2 separate regions of the Mus musculus genome follow, and region 1 is linked to region 2. The links are chromatin contacts, called in public HiChIP or PLAC-seq maps. All regions are on one chromosome and are shown on one strand. The core of a region is the stretch at or near the end of the contact, and the rest is flanking DNA. Distances in the headings are between cores, read along the strand shown. Region 1 overlaps Mroh1 (maestro heat-like repeat family member 1). Region 2 holds the start of Vps28 (vacuolar protein sorting 28).

Region 1 (6,268 bases), core at 32-2,531, 200 kb before region 2:
CACAGACCGTGGCCCTCTGTCCTTCAGGTTCTCTGGCCCTACCTCCTCGAGTTCCTCACCCCGGTGCGCTTCACTGCGGCCCTCACCCCGCTCTGCAGGAGCCTTGTGCACTTAGCCCTGAAGAGGCAGGAGGCTGGGGCAGATGATTTCCTCATCCAGTACAACGCGAATGGTGTGGAGGCCCAACCACCGTGCCCCTGGCTGACCCCACCGACGCCATGATGCCCTTACACCTCGTCCTCTCTCAGCTCTCTGCCTTGCCCTTGCCCTGCCCCTGCTGCTGACACCCCCCTACCCCACCCCACCCCACCCCCAGCTGCTTTCGCATGCTGTCCCACCCCAGCTGCCTGCTTGTGCCTATGGTCCCATCTTTTATCCTATCCCTGCCTTGTAACTGTTTCCATGTTTCTTGTCCAGCAAACCTCCCGTCTCCCTTCGCTATGACCACACGACTGCTGGTAAGCAACGGGTCTGTTACTGTGTCTCAGCACACGGGCTGACACTGTCCTTCATGGGACATTCTCGTAGGTGTCAGCGTGACCGAGCTTACTCTGATAGAAGAGTGGCCTCTCGGCCCCAGAGTCCCTGTCAGCTCTGTGGCAAGCCTGACCCTTGCCACCGTCTCATTGGCATTCCTTGCCCCCGTGTTTGCTGGTTTTCCCTTCACCCCTGGGAAGCTGGTCCCCAGGTTGGGCACTGTGGCCAGGAGATGGCAGGCGGCTCCATGCTTAGGCGACCCCCTTCCTTCCTCTCCTTCAGGTTGTGTCTTCTAATCCCTACCTGGGAGATGGGCGTGGAGCGGCCTCCCTGCGCCTCCTGAAGGTTATGCATCAGAATATCCACCCTTTCCTGGGCCAGCGGTGGGAGACAACCATGCCCATGCTGCTGGAGTACCTGGATGGTGAGGCCTGTGAGGCTCAGGAGCCCCTTAGCCACCCCTGACCCCACTAGCACCCAGTATGCCGTTCGGGTTGAAAGAAACGATCCAAGCTGTAATCTAAGAAAGGGCCTGGATGGCTCACAAGGGAAGGGGGTGTGACTGTGGCCTGACTGGTTTCTGCGTTCCTTCTGGGAATTCCCAGAGACAAGGAGGGCCCACCTAGTGCATGTTGGAATGAGCCTGCCTGGCAGGACCCCAGCCAGTGGGCTTATTGGTCATTTCAGAGCACACCGAGGAAAGCCTGTCACTGAAGGAGTGGGAAGAAAAGCTTCTAATGGTGAGAGATGGAGCAGAAGGCCAAGGGCCTGTCTGTGCCTTTTTGGGACATTCTGGGCCTGGGCACAGAGGGCCAGGGCAGCAAATGTTGGACCAGTGTATTGTGCCTTCCAAGGGGCTTGTTGTTATCCAACTTCATCTGGTGGTGTGACTAGGGGATGGGCTCAGTGGTGGGGGGAGTTTGGGGTAAGGATGGTGGCTGGTCTCAGATGTCCCTGGCAGGATATTGTACCTTCTGTCACTCAGCACCAAATGGGAGGGACTTTTGCTCATCCTGGGCACAGAAAGGGCTTTTCCCTCCTTCCCCGTCCCCAGCCGAGTTCAGAGCCACTTGTGCTTCAGCCTGCCTCATAGCTACCCACCTTCAAAGGCCACTTACCAACAGGAGTCACCATAAGGTTATCACGTGTCAAGGCCCTGCCTCAGGCCTCACCAATGCTCTCCCCCCTCAGTTCCTGCGAGACACCCTGGCCGTAGTATCTGACAACATCTGGATCTGCCAGCTGAGCCAAGAGATGTGCAAGCAACTGCCCTCTTACAGTGGGACTCCTCAGGAGAAGGTGCCTGAGACAAGCTAGCTGGGGATGGGGATCTCTGCACAGTCCCCAGCTCCCATGCTTTGTGTCTTTGATCTCGCCTGTCTGTGTCTTTGTCTCCTGACTCTGGCAACCCTGGCCAAGCCACTTAAAAAGCAAGCAGGGTCAGGAGGCTCCTCGCTGCAGTTAACAGCTGGGGGATGGGGGACAGCTGCCTGCTCACTGTTCCTCAGACACAGCCTGGGTCTCACCTCCTCATGCAGGACCCTTCCTATGTCCTGCTTGAAATACAGCTTCCTCTCCAAGGGGCCGGGTGTAGTGGTGCCCACGTTTAACCCCAAATACTTGAGAGGTAGGCGGATCTATGAGATCAAGTCCAACCTGGTCTACACAGCTAGTTCCAGGACAGCTGGGGCCACATACAGAAACCATATATCAAAAAAACCAAAAAGGAGGAAAGGATACAGCTATCCATTAGCAGTACCCACCACAGTGCAAGTGTCTGTCTGCTCAGGAGTCAGGTTCATCTGTGTTCTCTCCCTGTGTTCCAGAACTTCCTGTATAAGTGCATTGGAACCACGCTGGGTGCTGCTTCAAGTAAGGAGGTGGTGAGGAAACACCTCCGAGAGCTGCTGGAGACAGCCAGATATCAAGAGGAGGCAGAGCAGGAGGTAGGTAGTCCCCAGTGCCCGGGGCTGTGAGGCCGTGTTCATCTGCCGCTCTGAGCTAGCCACGTGTGCTGTGAGCACATAGGTACATGCATGCTTGCACGTGAGGCACACTGCTTGCTTCCTCACGGATGTCCGCGTGTATTTGTGTGCCTTCAGGTTTATGTGTGTGTGGAACTTTGTGTACGTGTGGATATACACTCCTCCCCACACAGCGTGTGGGCAGGTGGGCCACTGTGCCCAAGTGTGAGCACACCCGTGCACCTCCCCAGGGCCTGGCCTGTTGCTTTGGGATCTGTGCCATTACCCACCTTGAGGACACTCTAGCACAGCTGGAGGACTTTGTGAGGTCAGACGTGTTTAGGAAGTCCACCGGCATCTTTAGCATTTTTAAGGTAAGACGGTCATTACCCAGAACAGTGTCCTTGTGAGTAGATACCTGTCTGTGGCTGCCCCACTTTTCATGGCTGTGGTAGGGTGGGTTCCTGCCCTCTGCTCTCTCTCAAGATGAAGGCTAGGGCTGGGTTCCCTCAGGCTTTGTATCCTCCATTCCTCCTCTGGGCCTGAGCTCTCCTCCCACTGAGGGCCTCCCAGAAGCCCTAGCTGATTGGAGTGCTGTTCCTCTAGCTGTGGGTAATGAGAGTTCTCAGTGGCAAGGTTCTGTGGTGATCAGCTTTCTGTTGCTATGACGAAATACTTGAGGAAATCAACTTTAAGGAGGAAGAAGTAGTCTGTCTCCTAGTTTCAGAGGTTGTGCAGGCCGGGCATGGTGGAGGGGCCGGTGAAGAGAGCTTCTCCCTTCACAGGAGCCAAGAGCACACTTACCTACCTCTAGACCCGTGCTGCTTTGAATCCTTCAAAGAGTTCGTTTCTGTGGCTCTCTGCCTTCCTCGTGCTGCGATCCTTTAATGCAGTTCCTCATGTTGTGCTGACCCCTAACCATAAAGTAATTTTCATTGCTATTTCATAACTGTAATTCTGCCACTGTTATGAGTCGTAATGGGTTAGTGCGTTGATGAACTAGTCACTTCCCAAGGGTTTCTGTCTTTGAACACTGCTGCTCTGGGGACATGTGAACTTTAGGGACATTTTCAAATGTTTCTCTAACCCCTGCAGCACTGGGGACCCTTGAGCTCTAGGGACATTGCCTATCAGAACCACACAGCTGGGGAACTCAGAGCTGTCCCCTTCTCTAAGGCCAGGCTGTCTGTCCTTTGCCCTGAGTGCTTGGGTTTTCAGAATCTCCCACCATGCCTGACCCTGACCATTTTGCTCTGTGTCTAGTGATTGCTCTGCTCATGGAACCCGAGGGTTGGCCCAGGAGTGCAAGGACCCACACACCTCTTCTTTCTCTTTCTCGTCTTCCTCTATCTCTTTTTAAAAGTGTTTTTAGGCCAGGCGTGGTGGAGGACGCCTTTAATCCCAACACTTGGGAGGCAGAGGCAGGCGGATTTCTGAGTTTGAGGCCAGCCTGGTCTACAAAGTGAGTTCAGGACAGCCAGGGCTATACAGAGAAACCCTGTCTCAAAAAAACCAAAGGGGGAAAAAAAGTGTTTTTAAATTTATTTATTCATTTTGTTTTATGTGTATGTGTACCAGTGTTCTGCCTGCATGTATATCTATGCACCTGATCCCACTGAGGTCAGAAGAAGGCAGTGGATCCCCTGGAACTGGAATTATGTATGGTTGTGAGCCTCCATGTGGATGCTGGAAATTGAACCTTGGATCCTCTATAAGAACAAGTGTTCTTAACCACTGAGCCATTTCTCCAGCCCCCTCTATCTCTATCTTGAGACAGGGCCTCACTGTGTAGCCTTGGTTAGCACAGAATTTGATGTGTAGATTAGGTTGGCCTCAAATTCAAAGAGATCTGCCTTTACCTCCAGAGTGCTGGGATAAAGGTGTGAGACAACTTGTAGCTCCTGCCTCCCCCCGCCCCCACACACTGTCTTTTCTGATGTTGGCATCTACAAGCCCTAGTTTTCAGGTTGTTAGGCTTCCAGCTTTCTTTCCCCTGTTTCTTGGTCCCACTGCCTCAGCCCTTTCTTGCAACCAAATGGTTCCCGGTGGACATGCGTGGGCACCGGGGCTGCCCTCCTGCCATCCCTGGATGCTCCCTCTGGTGTTCCTAGCTGGCTCTGGCTATTCCAGGAGTTTTAGGGTATAGAAAGCCCACTGCAAAGCAAGGCTCCCTGGGAGAGTAGTTCACTGAGTAAGTGCCGTCCCACTGACTCTCTACCTCAGGATCGAAGCGAGCACGAAGTGGAAAGAATGAAGAGCTGTCTGATCCTGTGCTACGGGCACGTGGCTGCCCAGGCCCCTCGGGAGCTGGTGCTGGCCAGGGTAGAGTCTGATATCCTGCGCAGCATGTTCCAGTGCTTCAACACCAAGGTGGGCGTTGCCGATGTCCGTGGGGGCCAGTCACACAACGCCAGAGTCTTACCTTATTTCACTCTTTGTTGTTTAGGTTCTGGGAATAAAGGTAGAGACCAAGGTATAGTGTATGGCGACCGACCATGTGTGAACTATGCTTTTCTCTCTCCTCTGGGCTGGGCTTTGGGACAGAGCCAAACCTAGAGCTCGCTGGGCTTCCTGGCCATGGTGGTCCTGGGGAAGTGTGGTGGAGTACAGCTCTGAGACTCCTGCCCACTTCCCTGTGGAGCAGCTAAGCAAGCGCCCGCTGAGGACAGAGCCAGGCTTCTCTGCCTCTGGGTAATTGATCCTGGGCTACATCCTTAGAGACAGCTGATAGGCCACTCACAGCTGTGTCCCCCCCACATAGCCCAGCGATAGCTCCAGGCTCCTTTGGCTCTGTTCCCAATGCTTTTGGGGCTGCCTTTCTCTAGACCCCAGAGAGCACCTAGGGGAGGGCTAGTTAAGCCCAGAACTATTGAAAAGGGCCAAAGGTTCCCTTGGTCTCATTAACATACTTCCTCTGTGACTCCTTGATACTAACCTGGCAGGCCTTTGTGAGGGACAATTCTTTCTTCCTGAGGAGTGGGGAGCCTCAGGGGTGAGGGAGTGGGCTGGATGGCTGAGGTTCTTTTAGTTTCTTGTTTCCCCCACCCAGCCCATAGGAGTAAGAGGTTTGGCCCTCTGTTTCTCAGAATGGCCTCTCTCCTGTCTCCCATGAAGCTGTCATACTACACAGCAGTTCCCCTGTGGGCCAAGGCCCTGGAACTTCAGGTCCTAGGTTTCTCCTCAGTCAGGAGGCTGCTGTCGGGCTTTTTGGTCACAGTGAACAGCGGCTCTGGCTGTTCAAGAAAGGGCGTGAACTCCAGTTTCTGAGGCTGGGCTCTGCTCTGTGGCTACTCTGGGGCAGTTCTGGGGGCAGATATGCAAACCTCCTGCAGCCAGCTCTTCCCCTAGGACCCGGCCCTGAAGCTCTGCCTCGTCCAGAGCCTGTGCATGGTCAGCCAGGCCATGTGCAGCAGCGCACAAGCCAGCTCCTTCCACTTCTTGAGGAAAACAGAGCTGGTGACACAGATGATGGTGAGGCCCGGGCAGTCACTGGGCTTGAGTGGGTGCAGACAGAGCCCTGCGCCTCAGAGGCCTCAACCACCCACTTCATGGGAGAGATGGGGGGGGGCAGGGAGGAGGCTAATAGGGCCTGTTATATGCTGCCTCCCCAAGGAATTCATCAGGGCAGAACCCCCAGACTGCCTGAGAACACCCATTCGGAAGAAAGCCATGTTGGCCTGCACATACCTGGTGTATCCTTTCCTGCCTCTCTGTGCACTGAGTGGGCCTGTGGGTCTGTATGGGGATGTATAGAATGCATTATAGATCAGAAATCGTCTGAACGTAATGGTAGCTGGACCATCCATGTAGGCCCAGTGGTTTCTAGG
Region 2 (6,879 bases), core at 3,468-5,967:
TGTGTGTGTGTGTGTGCCTGTATACTTATTGTAATCATTTACTTAGAGAAAAATAGAATGTAACGGCATTGTGACTTCTGTACTGCGAAAGATTTTGCTGGGATATATAAGCTGTGGGAGAAAAGGTTGTTGGTATTTCTTTCCATCCACTAAATATGTAGAATTTATATGTATATATGTGGAGTTTGCTCCATCCACCAGATGTACGTGTACATGCATGCCTGTCTGTATACACACATACACACACACACACACACAAAGTGGTTGGAGCTCTGCCCCATCCAACCAAAGTGTATATGTATATATGTCTATGTCTGTCTGTCTGTCTATGTGTGAAGTTGGTGGAGCTTGCTTGTGGAGCTTGTCTTGCTTCACCCACCAAATAAATGTGTATGTGTGTATTTTTTAATTCTTCCCTTTTGTCTACTTACTGGCTACCATCAGTAGCAGCCACTGCCAGGTACCATCAGCACCGGCCCCCGCTGACTCAGTTTACTCTGGTGCTGAAGCAGGTCTTTGCTGTATAACTGCCCAGTTATCATCTCTCACAGAGGTTGTTCTATGTGTGCAATGAGCAACAGGGGCTCTGTGCCCCCCCCCCCCGCCCCAGGAGACAGGGCACTGACTCAAGGTCAGAAATATATATATATATATATGTATATATATATATATATAGAGAGAGAGAGAGAGAGAGAGAGAGAGATCACACAGGGCGGGGGCTCAGTATAGCTGCCCACAGCAGGAAGGTTAGACAAATATTTATTGTGGGTGATATCCTGACAATATAGGCATCTAGGACGGATGTAGACACACTGGGGGGCTGAGTCGTCACATCTCTACCACTCTCATTCCTGTCTCGGTGAGGCTTAGGCGTGTAGGAAGCGGTTAAAGGCGTTGTAAGCGGACTCCAGATCGAAGAGCATCTGGCGAACTTGAGAGTCATCCAGCTCGTCAGAGGCCGACATACCACTCAGGGTCTGCAGCCTAGGGGCACAGGCACAAGTGTGTCTGAGCAGAGGGGCTGTGACATCACCACGAGGCTTCCTGCGGGAGACCCACTCACCACCACGAGGCTCCCTGCGCCTGCGCGGGAGAGCAACTCACCACTGGCTGACTGTCTGGCGGCCCTCGAAGTCTGGAGGCAGGTGGCTCATTCTGTGCATTGTCTCCATCAGCTCCCGCAGGTCTGGCTGAATCTACAGACACAAGCGCTACCCTCGTGAGACCCTCTGTACCTTGCTCTGTTCCCCTCCATCCAGGCCCGGGGCTCCCTGCCCAACTTCTGCACCTCGTCCATGGCACGGATCTCCAGACGCAGCTTGTCCATGACTGTAATGAAGAGCTGTGGGGAGCATGTACATTAGGCATCTCTTACTCAGTGGGGATAGCTTGTAGGCCAATTATAGGGACCAGGCCCCCACCCATGTTCCTCCCGACACCCCACACTGGGGCTCCTTCCTGCTTGGGGGCTACACTTAAGACCTGTCTGCTAACTGTCTGGGCCTACGGACATTTGGGATCACAACTCTGAGAGGAATTCTGGGAATCTGGGAAGTACTCCTACACAACCCCCTCAAGCCAGGGTCCTGCCCGAGTAGGTCCTGGTCCCTTTCACAAGAAGGAACTCAGTCAGGTGGGCCTTAGGCTCCTTGGCTGCTTCTCATCCTCCTCACAGCTGAGGTGAGCCCTCCCAGAGTACTGCTTAGGACCAGAAACCCCAAGAATACACATTTATGACTGACCTAGGCCAGTAGTCCCTTCCCTCTAATCCCCACAGGACCCTCCCAGGAGCTGTGGGACACACCGAAACAACATCTGCAATGCAGCGGTTGAGATTGCCCTTGTCGTCTTTGATAGTGATGGGCCGGTCCTCTTTGATCCTCTCCATAGCAAGTGGGCAGTCCAGCTGAGGAGAACAGACATGGGTACTGGGCACCACAGGGCCTCTAGGGGACCAGGCTCTCAGACCATATCCCACCACACCCTCTCCTGCACGATGGAAGGGAGGACCTGCTAACTCACTCTGAACTTTCGGCAAAATTCATCAATGGAGCTGATCTCTGAGCCTTGGACCTGTCGGAAGGCAGCTTTGTACTGGACCAGGAGCCTGGAGCAGGCTGCAGTGTACCTAGAGAGGGGACCGGTTGCTTCTGGAGGCTGAGGACAGTCTAGCTTGCCTCATTGTGCTCTCCCTCAACAATTGTAGATATAGCAGCTTTCATGGTAGGCTAGGAGGGCCAAGGGCTTCCTGTTGGGTCTATGTATGAAGGGAGCTCTGCACAAGAGCAGGGAAATATGACAGAAACAGAACTACAACAGGGGATCCGTGTGGGTCGATCTGGAACTCAGCACAAGAGCGGACGTCTATTCCATTTGCCAGGTGTCAGACCTCCATTACCACCTGGCAACTCCTGGTCTAGTCAAACAGGCTTGTCATCTGTGGATAAAGCATCAGCATCCATGCTGGCTACCTAGACCTGACAGTGATACCTTAGACTGTGCTGCCCAAGGCTCCAGTTTGCCTTCTGAAGTCAGAACCATACCCACCCTTACAGAAGGTCCCTGGCTGATCCTGCCCGGAAACTAGCAGCAACAATGAACACCCTCATAGCTTGGGCTCTGTGTATGCTGCCTACTGAATCCACAAGCTTCATGAAAGGGAGACACATGCTTCTGAGGATTGGTGGCCATCAATGTCTGACGCCACAGGCTTGCTCACTCATTGGGGGTGACACAGTCCTTGATGTACGCCTTCTCCAGGGCCTGCATCGTCTTCACCACGGCAAAGAGCTCTGCCATGTTGTCATACCTAAGACAAAGCCATCCATCAGGCCGCTGTCCAGAGGCAGGGCAGCCAACTGCTGCTCTGCACCTATGGCAGAGTTCAGCCCACCTCCCACTCCATCCCTGGTACATATTCCTCAGGGACCATCTTCCTAGCGCGACGCCATGTTCTCCCCAACCATTGGTGTGGTGGTGGGTTTGGTAGACTGCTGGGCCAGCCATGGAGGCTGGATGGGTGCAAGTGTGCATGTGTGCGTATGTGTGCATGTGCATGTGTGCGTGGCAGCTTAGACTTACTTCTCCCGCTCCCGAGCATTCTTGTAGAGCTTTACTTCCTGTTGGAAAAGCAGGCAAGAGTCAGTCAGCATCTCCAGGCGTGGTTATAGAACCAGTGACAGCCACATGGTGTTTGCAGTGGCCAGGTGAGGATCTGCTACCTACCTCATACAGCTCCGGCTTGTTCCCAGGGGCTGCAACAGAGCAAGGAGGAGCTGACAAGGGTGACCCCAGGACAGGCCCACTTCAGTTACGTCCCAAGAAGGTGTCTCCCATGCCATGTATCACAGAGCTCAAAGGGAAGCACAGAATAGGGGCTCCAGCCTCACCTCCTACCAATATGGCCTCTAAGAGGCTACATACAGATTGCTAGGTTTAGCTCTCTTCCCCCGCCAACATGACTGTAGTTTGTACACAGAACCACAACTTGGTACAAATAAAAGCCTGTCAGATGCTTCACACATGCAGTTGGAGACCCAGAGTTGCTCAGGATGCCAGAGGTTCTGACCACATTGGAGTATATTCTCGCTCCCCAGCAGGGTATTGCAGGGGCCCTCAGATTCCCACCAGAAATAATTCTGGCCCTAGTCATTACCCAGGGCCTAATGACTACGGGATGGACGTAGCAGTGTGGTCCTTTCCCAACAGCCCCTGCAACAGGGAAAGCCTTGGCTCCTCCCCTTCCTCCCAGTTTAGCCTACACTCACCTCCAACACCAGGAGTAGCTGGGATCCCGTGGAACATCCTGCAGGCCCAGGCAGCTATACAGCACAAGAGACCTGGAAAGCAGAGCCAACACTAACTCAAGGGTCCCCTTACACCTTAAGAACTGGGCTCTGGAGATCAGAGCGTTGTGAACAGCTTTCCTGCTCTCTACAGGAACGGCACAGGATGCTAAAGGACTGTCATGGGGGAATGTCATGTCAGGCTTTGAGGATGAACATCGAGTGCCATGGGAGTCCTGCCTGTTAGCTGGGTTAGGGTAGGGAAGAGTAGCTGTTAGAACTGGGGCAGCATCTTGGGCACAGGGGAAGGGCATTGTTGCAACATCTTTCAGTGGAAATGAACTGAGACTAGGTGTCCGGGGCTTTCTGTGTGTGAGGGAAAGTGTGGAGGTAGGTTTTACCCTAATCTGTGGGAGATACTGGAGAAATGAATAAGGGCAAGCTTATTGGTTGATGCGGCAAAGTGGCGGAGGCAAGGCCCAGGATAGGTCCTGTCTAATAAGGAAGCCAGCCCAGACACGCCTCAGGATTTGAAATGGGGTGAAAACAAATGTTCAAGGAAGATGGTCAAACTGAGATGGAGTGGCTTGAGGAGCAGCGAGAGCTACCGAGGTCGCAGGAGCTAGGAATAGCCGGCGGAGTCGCAGAAGAAAGGTGGGTACCCTCACAGACAGGGGAACCTGAACTGTGGACCAGCAATGCCACTTGACAGCGCCCATCACCTACTGAGACACTGGCCGCGCGGCAAGGGCCGCTGAGCCCCAGAGGAGACGGGACCGGGACACCTAGACCAAAGGGTTCCTATGAAGAGGGGACCCGGCCACCGCCGCTGTGTACCTGGGGCGTTTGGAGTCCCGGAGATGGCGACAGAAGCTCGGTGCTCGCTTTTTCCGCCTGCGCCTGCCGGGAAACCCGATCGGCAGCTCGGCACTCATCCTCTAACCTTGAGCCTACGCACATAGCAAGCCAAATCCATTGATCGGCACTCGGCTTTTTTTGCCTGAGCTTGCGCTCTGGAGTAGCTCCGCCTGTCAAGGCTTTTACAGCTCACATCGCCCACCCTTTTCGCAGAGAGCTGACACAAATGAGATAGCAGCATAGTTTATTAAGGTTTTTCTTTTTCTTCTGGAGGAAACGGCAGGACTAGGATCAGAGGCATTTAAAGAAGAGCTTGGAACTTTGGTCCATTGTGCACGCACCCTCTGGCAGTCTCTGACACACCGAGTCTCGGTCTTTGGTGCTCAGGTCTTTGGTGCACAGTTGCAACTCCTGCAACTGCACGAAGATCTTGTCCCAGAGGTCAGAGTTCAGCGGCCCTTGAATAGAGCAGCCTGTGGGGGTGAGGAGGAGGTAGGTTTAACTTACACACCCACAGGAGGCATAGTGCTTATGTTGTACCTCGGAGCCTACATTTTGGCTTGTCCCATCATAAAAAGGACTCAATATATCTGTATACTGTGGGCCCTCGGATCTCTGGAGGCTAGTGAATGCCAGGCCTTGATCAAGTCAGAGATCCCAGTAGGCTCAAGGTTGTCAGGGAACTGGATGAAGCGCACAGCTGCCAGAAATACCATTGTGTTGGGAAGAGGGGGTGAGATACAGGAAAAACCCAGGGACTCCCCTGTGCTCAGTTTTTATCCTCCAGGGGGAAAGGCTGCCACCCTCAAATCTCAGCTGGGCAAGGCAGTGGCAGGCCAGGCCATCAGGCACACTTATAAGGTGGAGAGTGCGTTGGTGTAACGGGACAAGCTAGCTTATTAGTAGATAAGGCAAGGAAGGAGGGAGGGGGGCAGGTTGAGAGAGCAAGCACCCCTTAAGCGGAACTTGGATCACTGACTGGTGGACAGGAATGAGGAAATAAGGTTTTCTGCAAGTAACAATGATTTGCTACCCTCCTGACCCAGAAAACCCCGCAAAAACAAAAGGTCCAAATCATGCCTGCCCTGGTGGCATCCGCCTTTAATCTCAGTCCTCTCCAGGTAGAGAGGAAACTTTACAGAGCTCCAGAACAGCCAGGACTACACAGAGACACCCTGTCTCAAAAAACAACAAACAATTTGCCACTCCAAAAGGAGGTTCAAATCTTCATGATCATTTTAAGAATACCCGAGGAGCTGCCTAGGCTGTGAGGGGGTGTGCATGTGTATCTGAAAAATGTCACTTTAAAGAAGCAATGTGCATTGTTTCAGAGGTCTGTCTATAAAGGTGGAGTTGGAAAATGTTTGCCAGGCCAGTCAGTCAGTGGCCCCCAAAGAAGTTTTGATATATGTTCTCTTACAAAGTTTGGATATATGTTCTCTCTGGTCACTGTTGAGTTTTTATGGTGAACTAACCCATGGGTTCCCCCTGTAAGTAAGTAAGATGATTCTCACTGAGAAGGAATAAACTGTTCCTAGCCAAAAGAGAAGGCTGCACAGAAGAAAGGATATCCCACAACCAAAAGCTAAAGGAACAGCTGGGCAGTGGTGCACACCCTTAGCCCCAGCACTCAGGAGGTAGAGGCGGGCAGATCTCTGTGAGTTCAAGGACATTTTGATCTACACAATGAGTTCCAGGACAGCCAGGCATATACAGAAAAACCCTGCTTGAAAACAAAACAAGCTGGGCAGTGGTGGCACACGCCTTTAGTCCCAGCATTTGGGAGGCAGAGGCAGGCAGATTTCTGAGTCTAAGGCCAGCCTGGTCTACAAAGTGAGTTCCAGGACAGCCAGGGCTATACAGAGAAACCCTGTCTTGAAAAACAAAAAACCCAACCAAAATAACAAAACAAAACAAACAAAAACAAATTATTTTGGGACTGGAGAGATGGCTCAGTGGTTAAGAGCACTGACTACTCTTCCAGAGGTCCTGAGTTCAATTCCCAGCAACCACATGGTGGCTCACAATTATCTGTAATGAAATCTGATGCCTTCACACTTGTCTGGTGTGTCTGAGGACAGCTACAGTGTACTCATTTGGCGGTGCACACCTTTAATCCCAGCACCCTGGAGGCAGTGAGTCTCGAGTTTGATGCCATCTTGGTTCCAGGACAGCTAGGGCTACATAGAGAAACCCTGTCTCGAAAATATAAATAAATAAATAAATAAATAAATAA

The links. HiChIP or PLAC-seq counts read pairs in DNA pulled down with a chosen protein or histone mark.
Region 1: an H3K4me3 HiChIP or PLAC-seq map of the SCID.adh cell line shows a contact between it and region 2, with 15 read pairs. The contact joins the enhancer-like site here to the promoter of Vps28 in region 2. A contact is called at or near these places in 10 of 39 promoter capture datasets (the C10 cell line, the HPC-7 cell line, cranial neural crest and 7 more), 2 of 15 datasets of contacts at CTCF or cohesin (embryonic stem cells and pro-B cells), 11 of 484 Hi-C or Micro-C datasets (the G1E-ER4 cell line, the HL-1 cell line, the N1E-115 cell line and 6 more), 4 of 115 datasets of contacts at active chromatin or transcription factors (the SCID.adh cell line, bone marrow-derived macrophages, embryonic stem cells and 1 more) and 4 of 9 other capture datasets (adipose tissue, embryonic stem cells, liver and 1 more).

Annotation. Positions count from the first base shown.
Region 1 is chr15:76,427,485-76,433,752 of GRCm38.p6, forward strand. It overlaps Mroh1 (maestro heat-like repeat family member 1), which reads left to right. Exons shown (of 44, transcript NM_175457.4): 16 at 28-172; 17 at 418-458; 18 at 760-901; 19 at 1,165-1,217; 20 at 1,669-1,776; 21 at 2,304-2,423; 22 at 2,693-2,815; 23 at 4,665-4,811; 24 at 4,888-4,914; 25 at 5,790-5,912; 26 at 6,054-6,133. Mir6954 (microRNA 6954) reads left to right here and starts at 5,730; the gene lies at 5,730-5,789. Within about 2 kb of position 1,282, at least 5 of the 459 cell types and tissues checked have an H3K27ac peak or open chromatin away from gene starts, as enhancers often do. A contact at or near this core is called in the SCID.adh cell line, where this site is marked.
Region 2 is chr15:76,621,367-76,628,245 of GRCm38.p6, forward strand. It overlaps Vps28 (vacuolar protein sorting 28), which reads right to left and starts at 4,718. Exons shown (of 10, transcript NM_025842.4): 1 at 4,623-4,718; 2 at 3,768-3,839; 3 at 3,226-3,254; 4 at 3,082-3,119; 5 at 2,720-2,809; 6 at 2,023-2,128; 7 at 1,805-1,906; 8 at 1,289-1,342; 9 at 1,105-1,196; 10 at 720-984. The coding sequence starts at 3,804. The coding sequence ends at 867. It overlaps Tonsl (tonsoku-like, DNA repair protein), which reads right to left. Exons shown (of 26, transcript NM_183091.3): 26 at 4,871-5,116. The coding sequence ends at 4,935.